3 separate regions of the Sus scrofa genome follow, and all the other regions are linked to region 2. A link is a contact called in public HiChIP or PLAC-seq and promoter capture Hi-C data. All regions are on one chromosome and are shown on one strand. The core of a region is the stretch at or near the end of the contact, and the rest is flanking DNA. Distances in the headings are between cores, read along the strand shown.

Evidence for each region. Promoter capture Hi-C pulls out the DNA fragments that hold promoters and counts their contacts. HiChIP or PLAC-seq counts read pairs in DNA pulled down with a chosen protein or histone mark.
Region 1: an H3K27ac HiChIP or PLAC-seq map of skeletal muscle shows a contact between it and region 2. The contact joins the enhancer-like site here to the promoter of FADS1 in region 2. A contact is called at or near these places in 4 of 5 promoter capture datasets (fetal liver, fetal skeletal muscle and liver), 11 of 47 Hi-C or Micro-C datasets (embryonic fibroblasts, epiblast stem cells, heart right ventricle and 4 more) and 1 of 2 datasets of contacts at active chromatin or transcription factors (skeletal muscle).
Region 3: a promoter capture Hi-C map of fetal skeletal muscle shows a contact between it and region 2, with 3 times the contacts expected there. The contact joins the promoter of FADS2 here to the promoter of FADS1 in region 2. A contact is called at or near these places in 2 of 5 promoter capture datasets (fetal skeletal muscle and liver), 14 of 47 Hi-C or Micro-C datasets (alveolar macrophages, blood, brain and 9 more) and 1 of 2 datasets of contacts at active chromatin or transcription factors (skeletal muscle).

The regions. Positions count from the first base shown.
Region 1 is chr2:9,647,134-9,650,593 of Sscrofa11.1, reverse strand. It overlaps FADS2 (fatty acid desaturase 2), which reads left to right. Exons shown (of 12, transcript NM_001171750.1): 5 at 3,222-3,347. Among named protein-coding and RNA genes, the nearest start is that of FADS2, 18 kb to the left of the region's middle. Within about 2 kb of position 1,638, at least 20 of the 83 cell types and tissues checked have an H3K27ac peak or open chromatin away from gene starts, as enhancers often do. A contact at or near this core is called in embryonic fibroblasts, liver, omental adipose tissue and 1 more, where this site is marked.
Region 2 is chr2:9,734,089-9,737,812 of Sscrofa11.1, reverse strand. It overlaps FADS1 (fatty acid desaturase 1), which reads right to left and starts at 2,388. Exons shown (of 12, transcript NM_001113041.1): 1 at 2,209-2,388; 2 at 1-76. The coding sequence starts at 2,388.
Region 3 is chr2:9,665,268-9,668,525 of Sscrofa11.1, reverse strand. It overlaps FADS2 (fatty acid desaturase 2), which reads left to right and starts at 1,860. Exons shown (of 12, transcript NM_001171750.1): 1 at 1,860-2,101. The coding sequence starts at 1,895. LOC100739565 (a long non-coding RNA gene) reads right to left here. Exons shown (of 3, transcript XR_135127.4): 1 at 1,954-3,258.

The DNA of each region.
Region 1 (3,460 bases), core at 389-2,888, 86 kb after region 2:
TCGAATTGGAGCTGTAGCTGCCGGCCTACACCACAGCCACAGCAACGCGGGATCCAAGCCATGTCTGTGACCTACACCACAGCTCACGGCAACGCCGGATCCTTAACCCACTGATCAAGGCCAGGGATCGAACCCTCAACCACATGGTTCCTAGTTGGATTTGTTAACCACTGAGCCACGACAGGAACTCCTCTTTTTCTTTTTTTCAACAAACTTCTCCTTCTCTCTCTCTCTCTCTTTTTTTTTTTCTTTCTTTCTTTTTTTTTTTTTTTTTTTTTTTAGAGCCACACCCTTGGCACATGGACATTCCCAGGCTATGGGTCGAATTGGAGCTGCAGCTGCTGGCCTCCGCCACAGCCACAAACTCTGGATCCAAGCTGCATCTGCAACCTACACCATAGCTCACGCCAACACTGGATCCTTAACCCACTGAGCAAGGCCAGGGATTGAACCCGAGTGCTCATGGATCCTAATCGGGTTCGTCATCACTGAGCCACAGCAGGAACTCCCAGCAAACTTCTCTAGTTGCTGTGTTCTGAATATCGTGCTTAAATGCTCTGCCCCTTAATTTCTTTGTACCAGAGACTCCATTGCGCTCGTCCCAGGAATTTTGTTCCCTTTGGCTGGAAAGGCAAGTGTGTCATTTGATTTCTTGATCCTCTGAGCTCATTTGATGACTTTTTTTTTGTTTGTTTGTTTTTCCTTCTCTGTTGCGTTTTGAGGCCCTCCTGCCTACAGGGGTTATGCAAGTTCACTGCAAAGGTCACAGCTGCTCAGAGCTGTTCCTGTCCCGGACCGAGAGTGTCCAGAAACTGTGTTTGTGCCAAAACACCTCCCAAGTTAAATGTTTGTTTTTACAGTTAGGCCTTTTTGTAGTTGGCCAGACCCTTGGCCAGAGCATTGATTGACCCGGCAAATGTTCACTAGTGAAGTCCTGGAGCTGAAGGGTCAGGAAAGTTGCTCTTTGCGTCACTGGGTGACTGTGGAAGGACATGCCCTCAATGTGTCTGGAGCTCCAGCTGATGAGACAGAAATTCATTGGATGTTCCCTCCATGGCGCAGTGGGTTACGAATCCCAACTGCAGCAGCTCAGGTCACTGCTGAGGTGTGGGTTCGATCTCAGGCCCGGGGCATTTGGTTAAAGGATCTGGGGTTGGGGCAGTTTGGTTCTAATCCCTGGCCCGGATCTTCTGTATGCTGCGGGTGTGGCCAGAAGGAAGGAAGGAAGGAAGGGGAGTTCCCGTTGTGGCTCAGTGGTAATGAACCCAACTCATATCCCTGAGGACTCAGGTTCGATCCCTGACCTCACCCAGTGGATTAAAGATCCGGCGGTGTCGTGAGCTGTGGTGTAGGTTGCAGACATGGCTCAGAACCCATGTTGCTGTGGCTGTGGTGTAGGCTGGCAGTTCCAGGTCCGATTCAACCCCTAGCCTGGGAACCTCCATATGCTGAGGGTGCACCCCTAAAAAGACCAAATGAAAAAGAGAGAGAGACAGAGAGGAAGAAGGTAATTTGTGGCACTGACGGAAATTCTTACGTAATTCTTCTTGTCTGCTGGAATCCAAGCTCTTAGCTGTTTGTGTTAGAAATTGCTTATTAATTCCTTCCTGAGATGTCTGGGTATCACATGCCTCAGCTGTCATGCCTCAGTGCAGTGGCATGTCTCGCTGTTGGGCTGTCTCTTGCCAGCTACTCTGCAGGCCCTCTGAGAGCAAGGGCCACCTACGGTCTTCGTTTTTGTTTGTTTTTTTTATTTTTATGTATTTATTTATTTATTTGGCCTCAGTGTACAGTGGTTTGACGTGGGATCTCAGTTCCCAGACCAGCGATTGAACCTGGGCTGCAGCAGTGAAAGTGTCAAATCCTAACCCCTAGACCACCAGGAAACTCCCCGCCCCCTTTTTTTTTTCTTAAAGCTTTTTTATTTTTTTTCTTTTAGAGCCTCACCCACAGCATATGGAAGTTCCCAGGCGAGGGGTCAAATTGGAACTGCAGCTGTTGGCCTACGATGTGATATGATGTCATTCACATGCTGTGCAATTTGCCCTTTAAAGTGTGTAAATTCACAGATCTGTGCAACCACCATCACTGTCAATTTTGGAACATCTTTCAAATGTCAGTCTGAAAAGAAATCCCATGCCACATAGTCCCCACCACCCAACTCATCCCAGCCCCAGCACTAGGCAACCACTCATCTGTGTCTATAGATTGCCCTGTTCTGGACCCTTCATCAAAAAGGAATCAAGTATAGGAGTTCCCGTCGTGGCGCAGTGGTTAACGAATCCGACTAGGAACCACGAGGTTGTGGGTTTGATCCCTGGCCTCGCTCAGTGGGTTAAGGATCCGGCGTTGCTGTGAGCTGTGGTGTAGGTCGAAGATGCGGCTTGGATCCTGCGTTGCTGTGGCTGTGGCTGTGGCTTTGGCTGGCAGCTGTAGCTCCGATTCGACCCCTAGCCTGGGAACCTCCATATGCTGTGAGTGTGGCCCTAAAAAGCAAAAACAAAAACAAAAACAAAATGTTGCTAGAAACATTCATGTACAAGGTTGTGTGTGGCCATGTTTTTCATTGCTCTTGGGTAGGTACCTACGAGTGAGATGCTCGGTCATATAATAGGGACCACTTCCTTTTTTTTTTTTTTGACTTTTTAGGGCCACACCAGTAGCATATGAGGTCCCCAGACTAGGGGTCAAATGGGAGCTGTAGCCGCCGGCCTACACCACAGCTCACAGCAACACCGGCTCCTTAACCCACTGAGTGGGGCCAGGGATCAAACCTGTGTCCTCATGGATACTAGTTGGGTTGGTTCACCACTGAGCCATGATGGGAATTCCCAGGGACCACTTCTTACAGTTCCCGAAACAGAAGTTCTCCTCTCTGGACAACATGAGGGGCGTGGAGGCTCACCCCTGGGGTTGGCAGAGTGAAGACTCCCCCACACCTGCTGAAACACCTGCCTCTTCCCAGCCATCACCAGCACCATCTTAGGACTGGGAAACAGGCCTGAAGGGATGGAGGGACCCGGCTCCATTCAGAAGTCCTGGCTGAGGAGCTGGCCAGCGCTCTGGCCTCAGGACTGGCAGGGCCAAGCTCAGGCGTTCAGTCAAAAGCCCTGTGTGTGATGGAGGAGTTGGCCGTGAATGCTGCAGGTGCCAGGAGTGGGGCCTGCTGTTTGTGGGTCCCCCAAGGGCTGCACAGCTCACCCCCCTCCCTTCCCCCACAGGGTGCCTCTGCCAACTGGTGGAACCATCGCCACTTCCAGCATCATGCCAAGCCCAACATCTTTAGCAAGGATCCAGATGTGAACATGCTGCATGTGTTTGTCCTGGGAGAAAGGCAGCCGGTTGAGGTAGGACTGGAGCGGACAGAAAGATCTGGGGAGTGTTTGGCCTGCGCAGGGCTCCGGGGAGGGATGGGGCGGGGGGAGCAAACAGACCCATCTGTGTCTGATGTTTACATGGA
Region 2 (3,724 bases), core at 1,139-3,638:
ACAGTTCTCCAATCAGGAGAGAGCTCATATACTTCCTCACAAGGCCCTGGTTGATGTGGAACGCCACAAAGGGATCCTGCAAGGATGGGGAGAAGGCAGAACAGTGAGGCAGTCCGCCCCTGCCCCCCAGGCCTTCAACTTGTGGAGCGCTCACACCCAAGGCCGTCCTCCTGATCCAGCAGGGACGCTGTACCCAAGTTCAAAAAGACACCGCCCTCCCTTCCCGGCAGCTGCCCTTAGAGGGTATTCAGACCTGCCCCTGCCGTCCACAGCTTAGGATCACCCAGCATCTGTGTTCTCGTAAGAAGGGTACCCCACCAAGGCATAGGCAGCACGGCTAGGGGACCACACAAAGACCTGCCTGAGTTGGTCTTTCCTCTGGATGTCTCATAAAGTGTGATGAAGGCGACTCCCTGTGTCAAACTGCGTTGCTCCCCCTTCCTTCTGCGCTGCTTCCGGTGGGGCTCCATTTTTCCCCTCCCACTCTGAACACCCGCCCGCCCCAGGGTGCTAATTTTGGTTACGCAAGAAGGGGGTCCTCAAAGACTAAAGAAATGGACATCCTGAAAGTCAGACAGCCTCAGGCCCTAAAGGGGAAGCCAGCAGCGAGGAGGGAGCTAGGGCGGAGCCGGCGGCCAGTGGCACCACACATCCGGACCAATCGCGGTCCCGCCACGGCCGGCCCCGGCCCCAAATCACACTGCAGGAAGCCCCGGCGTTGGCTCTATCTACGCATGCGCTAGTCCACACCTTCGCCGCTGCCTGCATTCCCCAGTGGTCACTAGGGAGACAAGCACAAGCTCCGGCCTGCTGCGTCGGAAGGAGGGGCGGGCCCTCACCCGGTTAGGCTCCAACGCGACCTAACGGGAGCCTTAGCGGCCCGAGGCGCGCTCCGGGATGGCAGGGCGAAAGCTGGGGACAGTGTAAGGGGTCACGCCGCTAGGCAAAGGATGGGAAGAAGGATATCGGGAGAGGGGTCTCAGTGAAGCGAACGCTCCAACCTTTGGGTCCCAAGTTCTCCAACCCAGAAGGGAGATGCTAGGCGCTTTAGTTCTGAGAACAGGTTGTCTAGAGAGGGAAGTAGAATGCCGTCTGGGGTGTGCGCTGGCCCAGTGAGGCAGGATGCGGACCCCGCACTGAGCCTCCGGCCCAGGAATGCATTCAGCTGTCCGCTGCCACGAATAGCTGGAGACCCTGGTGGCCTGAAACTGAGTGACCTCCCCACAGAATTCCAGGACCAATCCGGGGCTCCTCGCTCAAGTGTACACTAATGCAGGCCCCCATTTTCAGCCCGCTGCTCTCATTCCTTCCTGTGCACGAGCAGGCACTAGCCCTTTCCGGCCAGTGGCCCCCTCCCCACCCACCCTCTCGTCTTCACCCAGTGAGTGCCAGGTGGCTTCCCATCTCAGCTGTGTCTCTCAGAGCGGTTCCCTTGTTCTTTGTCCTGCTCGCTAGTGTTGTCGGGCACACTCGTTCCAGACGCGGCTGCGGCCCCCTCCCAGCCACCAAGCCAGGTCAGGAATCCCTCTCTTCAGAGTTCCCATCCTGGCTCAGCGGAAACGAATCTGACTGGCATCCATGAGGACGCAGGTTCGATCCCTGCCTGACCTTGCTCAGTGGGTTAAGGATCCAGCGTTGCCCTGAGCTGTGGTGTAGGTCACAGACGGCTAGGATCTGGTGTTGCTATGGCCAGCGGCTACAGCTCCGATTCGACCCCTAGCCTGGGAATCTCCATCTGCTACCAGTGCGGCCTTAAAAAGACTTAAAAAAAAATCCCTCCCTTTGCCGTTGACCCCTCCTCCTTCGGTCTCGGCGGTACAGGAGGCCCCGGGGTCCCGCCTCCCCGCCCCATCCCACCCCAGCCCAGCTCCGGGGCCTGCCCACGCCTCAAAACCGCAGACTCGGGGGCCACATAGTGAGCGTACCGACCCGAGGCTCAGCCCTTTGTTTGGTATGCACGTTGCCGGCCTCCATTCCCACTCCCCAGACTCCATACTCCACTTTTCGCAGGCTCACTCCTGCCCTTGCATCCCATGCCCGCAGCACACCCCATCAATTAGCAACAGGTACGCTCCAGCGCCTCCCGGCTTTTCCTGGAATTAGTGAGTGTTCGGCCTTGACTGCCAAACTTCTTGTCTCGCGCACCGAGTGTCCGGCCCCGGGCGCCGGACCCTGCCTCCTCCCATGCCCAGGTCTGGCAGCGCTCACCGTAGCATCCTGCCCCGCGTAGTGGCTGATGACCCGGGAGCCCCCGGGGTGCCGGCGGGTGAACTTGGTGACGTTGTACACCTTCCGGTCAATCACGAGCCACTGTTCTTTGCCTCTTCCCGTGCGCTGCGCCACCTCCTCCCAGGTGAAGAAGCGCGGGGTCGACCCCTGGACCGGGTTCTCAGGGGCCATTGGGGCCAGGAGATGCCGCGCGCCAGCCGGGCTGGGGCGGTCAGGAGCGCGCACGGGACACGCGGGGCAGCGCGCGCCGGCCTCGCGTGCTCGGGGAGCCGGTCCGCTGGCGCGCACCCTGAGCCCGCGGTCCGCGCGCCGGCTTTTCAGCAACCAAGGCGGTGGGAGCTGAGCCCCGCTGCGCGCGTTCCTATTGGTCCAGCCGCGTGGCGCGGGGAGCGAGTCCCCGCCCTCCGCCGGCCCCGCGCCGGCGGCCGCGGCCGGAGGGTCGGGTTAGGCTGGCGTTGAACGGGGGCGCGCGCCACCTCGCGGGCCCGCAGCCGGGGGCGCAGAGGGATCCTGTTTCCCGACTTGGCGACTTTTGCTCCCAGGGGGCGTCGCGGGCGGAATAACGGTTCCTGTGGAGGCTCTTGGGAGCGGGCCAGGCGGCACCCAGTGCGGGGGCGCCCTGGGCTTCCAGGGTAGGCGTGGGCTCCGCCTGCGGCGAGGGGCAGAGGCCGAGCCGAGTGGGTGGGCGCAGGGCCCGCCTGGCGGCCGGGGAAGCCTGCCAGCCTCGCGAGGTTCGAGGTTGGAGGCTTCAGTGACGGCGTGGTGGACAGGAGGCTGTCCTAGGGGCCTGGTCTTTGGGCTGCTCCCCACCCCCCCGCCAGTCTCCAGACGCCCACCTGCCTGAGAGCCACCTGATGAACTCCCGCTTCCTCGCCATGCCACTCTACCAATTGTGCGGCTGGAATTAACAGTCAGAGAACCCTTGGCAGTTATCTTGTAAAGCAGAATTATGGTTTATTGGGGGTGGGGCGGGGGTGGTTAATGCTTTACTTTGCTCAGTGTAACATTTAAAATGCCCCGCAATTTTCCTATTTGCCTTTTATTGCTTGTTGGTGTTTTATTTCTGTTCTTTTTTCAATTAACTGAGATTCTTAAATAAAAGAAAGTGGCCCCGCATCTCCAGACCTCTGGGAAGCCCTGTGTGAAGAACCTGGGTCTTCTAGCTGAGGCATCGCCACTCCATCCTGGAGGCACCTGGGAGCCATAGGAGACCTTGAAGTAGAGAGATCAGGGCTCAGAGCTCTGAATTTTAGGAAGGGATGAGGAAGCACACAGAGGCTGGGGGACAGTCAAGAAACTGTTGCCTTTGCAAAGAGACTCAGTTTACATGCAAAATTTTATTTATTCAGCAAACCCTTTACAAAGCACTTACTATGTGCCTGGCCTTGTTTTTAGTGTTTTGCAAACATGTAATTTTCATAACAATCCTATGAGGTAAGGACCTCACTTACAGATGGAGAAATTGAACTGCTGAGAGGTTAAGTATTTTTGTCAC
Region 3 (3,258 bases), core at 611-3,110, 69 kb after region 2:
TTTTGGTTCTGCTTTCGCTTTTTAGGGCCGCCCTCACAGCTAGGGGTTGAATCAGAGCTACAGCTGCCCACCTACACCACAGCCACAGCAATGCAGAATCCGAGCCGTCAGCGACCTGCACCACCGCTCACCGCAACGTCGGATCTCCACCCCACTGAGCTCTGCCAGGGATGGAACCAGGATCCTGGTCGGATTCGCTTCCCCTGCACTACAACGGGAGCTCCCCAACCCCAATAACTTTTGTTTTTCCCCAGGATGTTATTTAAGGTGAAGGGCTTCCCATTTGGCAATTTTCGGGTAGTTGAGTTGGTCCGAGTGTCTCCTATGTATACAGGAGAGAGAGATATATATATTATTGAATGTTTTTCTCCTGTTAATGCGTCATATCAATTTAATTATTGGACTCGCTAAAACCCTGGAAGAGTAGAGGATCCAGTCTTTTTTTGTCTTTTTTTTTGGGGCCGCACCCGTGGCATATGGAGGTTCCCGGGCAGCAACGCGGGGATCCAAGCTGTGTCTGTGACCTGCAGCGCCAGATCCTTAACTCACTGAGTGAGGCCAGGAATCGAAACCGCATCTTCATGGATCCTGGTTGGTTTCCTCAACCGCTGAGCCGCTAGGGCACCTCCCAAGGATCCAGCTTTCTCAAGCCTGGACTCCAGGCAGTCCTTTTGCTGGGGCGCTGATCCTGAGCAGTTCCATCCAGGTGGCATCTGGGGACCTGCACAGGCCTATCCTTTTGCTACCCCCACCTTTATTTCCTGGAGTCTCTACAGCATCACTGAACAATTGATGGTATGAGGTCCCGTATTGCTTCCATGTTCTCCCTCTCCCAACTAGGTTGTGAGATTCCTGAGTTCGGGGCTAGAACCAAGTCTTGTTCACCCTGGGCCCCCCCACTCTCCCCACCACGGCGCCCCCTCCTCCCACCACCATGGCGCCTAACACAGGAAAGCACATCAGAGGTTCTGCAATTTTCTCCTAAGATCCACTGATTACAGGCTTCAGAGTCTTGAGCCGTCGGGAGGAGGGCTCCTTTCCGAACCAGGGAGGCTGCAGGAGGGCGCCAATGGGGTAAGCGCGGACAATGCGGATCCTGAAGTCTCGATTCCAGCGGGTCAGGGACGGGCGCCACCTATCCAGGCCGGTCCAGAGTGGAACTCGCCAGCCCCCCAGCTCCGCGCTGCCCGAGCACCCGCCAGCCTGTCTTCCGGCCGGTCGCCACCGTAAAGCAAGCGGGGACCTCTGGGCGCCAGCATCAGGTGCAAACCCCGGAAGCGCGGGCGATGGGGGCGCGCGCACGCGCCCAGAACTCAGCCACCGCCCCCTCTCGCGGGCCGCGCTCCCCTGAGATCCCCTCCGCTGCGCGGCGCCGGAGCGGGGGCGGGAGGAGTTCGGACACGTAACCTGCCTCCCTGCCTGGCTCGACTCCGCGTGGGCGGGCAGGCGGGGGAGCCGGGGACCGCTGCTCCAGCCCGCTGGCCTTCGAAAGATCCTCCTGGGCCAATGGCAGGCGGGGCGACGCGCCCGGATTGGTGCAGAAGCTCTGCTGATCACTGTGGAAACCCAGGCGGAGGGGAACGCGGGAGGATGCAGAGCCCTGGGCGGGGGGAGTCGGAGGGGCGGGCACAGGAGGCCTGGAGGCCCTGAGCTACCGGGGAGTTTTAGCTGGAGGCAAAAGTCCATTGCGGGCTGGCGGGCGGAGGGAGGGCGGAGGGAGGGGACCGTTTGGGGCCACTGGGAAGCCTGGAGGAAAGGCAAGGATACTCCCGAGCGGAGGCGAGGAGGCTGGGGGAGGGGGCGCGGTGGGAGGAGGAGAAGACAAAAGCCGAAAGCAAGGAGGGCCCGAGCGGCACAGACCGCAGTGCACCGGGCAACCTGGTCAGCGGGCAGCATGGGGAAGGGGGGGAACCAGGGCGAGGGGGCCACCGAGCGCGAGGCGCAGATGCCTACCTTTAGCTGGGAGGAGATTCAGAAGCACAACCTGCGCACGGACAAGTGGCTCGTCATCGACCGCAAGGTCTACAACGTCACCAAATGGTCCAGCCGGCACCCCGGGGGCCACCGGGTCATCTCGCACTATGCAGGGGAAGATGCTACGGTAAGGGTCTGGGGCCTCTCCCGCCACCTTCCTCGGCTGCTGGAGGGAGTCCGGAGCCGTGGGTCCCAGGGCGCCAAACAAGACCTCCAGCGCTGTGTGGAGCTTGGGGCGTCCCGAAGGGAAGGAAAGTGTCTCCTGTGCTCTTCCCCCGCCCCGAATCCTCGTCCTCTAGGACAGCTGGGCCAACGAGCCCTGGGGGTCGGATTCTGGAACCCGGGAGGCAGATCTGAGCGGTGGAGAACCGTGCCGGATCTACCGCGCGCACTGGGAGCCTTGCATCCGTTACTTCCTCCGGGTTCACTGGGACTCGGGGACTCCCCAAAGGGGGCGCTGAGGCTTTGGCGCCCCCATCGTGAAAGATGGCCGCCCCTGGGCGCTCCGGAGAGGAGCGGGAGAGGAGCCAGCTGTGGGACTCTGCGCCCGTCCCTGCTCTCCCCCAGACCAGGGGGCGGGGAAGGAAAGCTCGCCCCCGGCCAGGGCTCGCTCCTGCTGGAATTCTAGCCTCCGAAGGTCTGCAATGGCTGCCTGGGAGACTCCGTCTGGTAGTTCCCGGTCCCACGGTCTCAGAGATAGCCAGCACCCACCGCAAGGGTGGGCCTTCTTGGGGGACCGGGGTGAGAAGTAGTAGAAAGAGAGAGGTTTGCAGTTTGCAAAGCCCAGGTGGAGAGGAGCTCTGAGACCCGACGATTTATTATCTGCACAAGGCTGGCTCGGCAACAGGTCCGGCTGCACCCGAGGTTACTGGGGACTTCAACTCAAAGGCCCTCTGTTTCTAAATCCTGCCAGGAATGCCCTTCCCTCATCTTGCACTGGTAAAGGTAGTGAGTCCCTAGGATCTCGCCGGTGCCAGGCTACCCGTCTTACCCGCACTTTCATGCAGGATGCCCATCTTCCTCTCCCCTTTATGTAATCGCTGCTCTGCGTTCCCCAGCCCCTCCACCACGCCCCCTAACCCCCAGACGGAAATCCTCCCTTTTCTCGAAGGTGCAGCCGGTTCCCCTGTGAGCTCAAGTGAATGAGAGAGAAAAGAACAGAGGCGGGGAGGAAGGAAGGGGGTCTCTCTTGGTGGCAGTGAGCTGGAGGCAGAGAAGGAGTCTGGTGACTAGGGAGGGATTAGCTTGAGTAGCTCATTCCACCTGGAGGTCCGGCATGCTGAC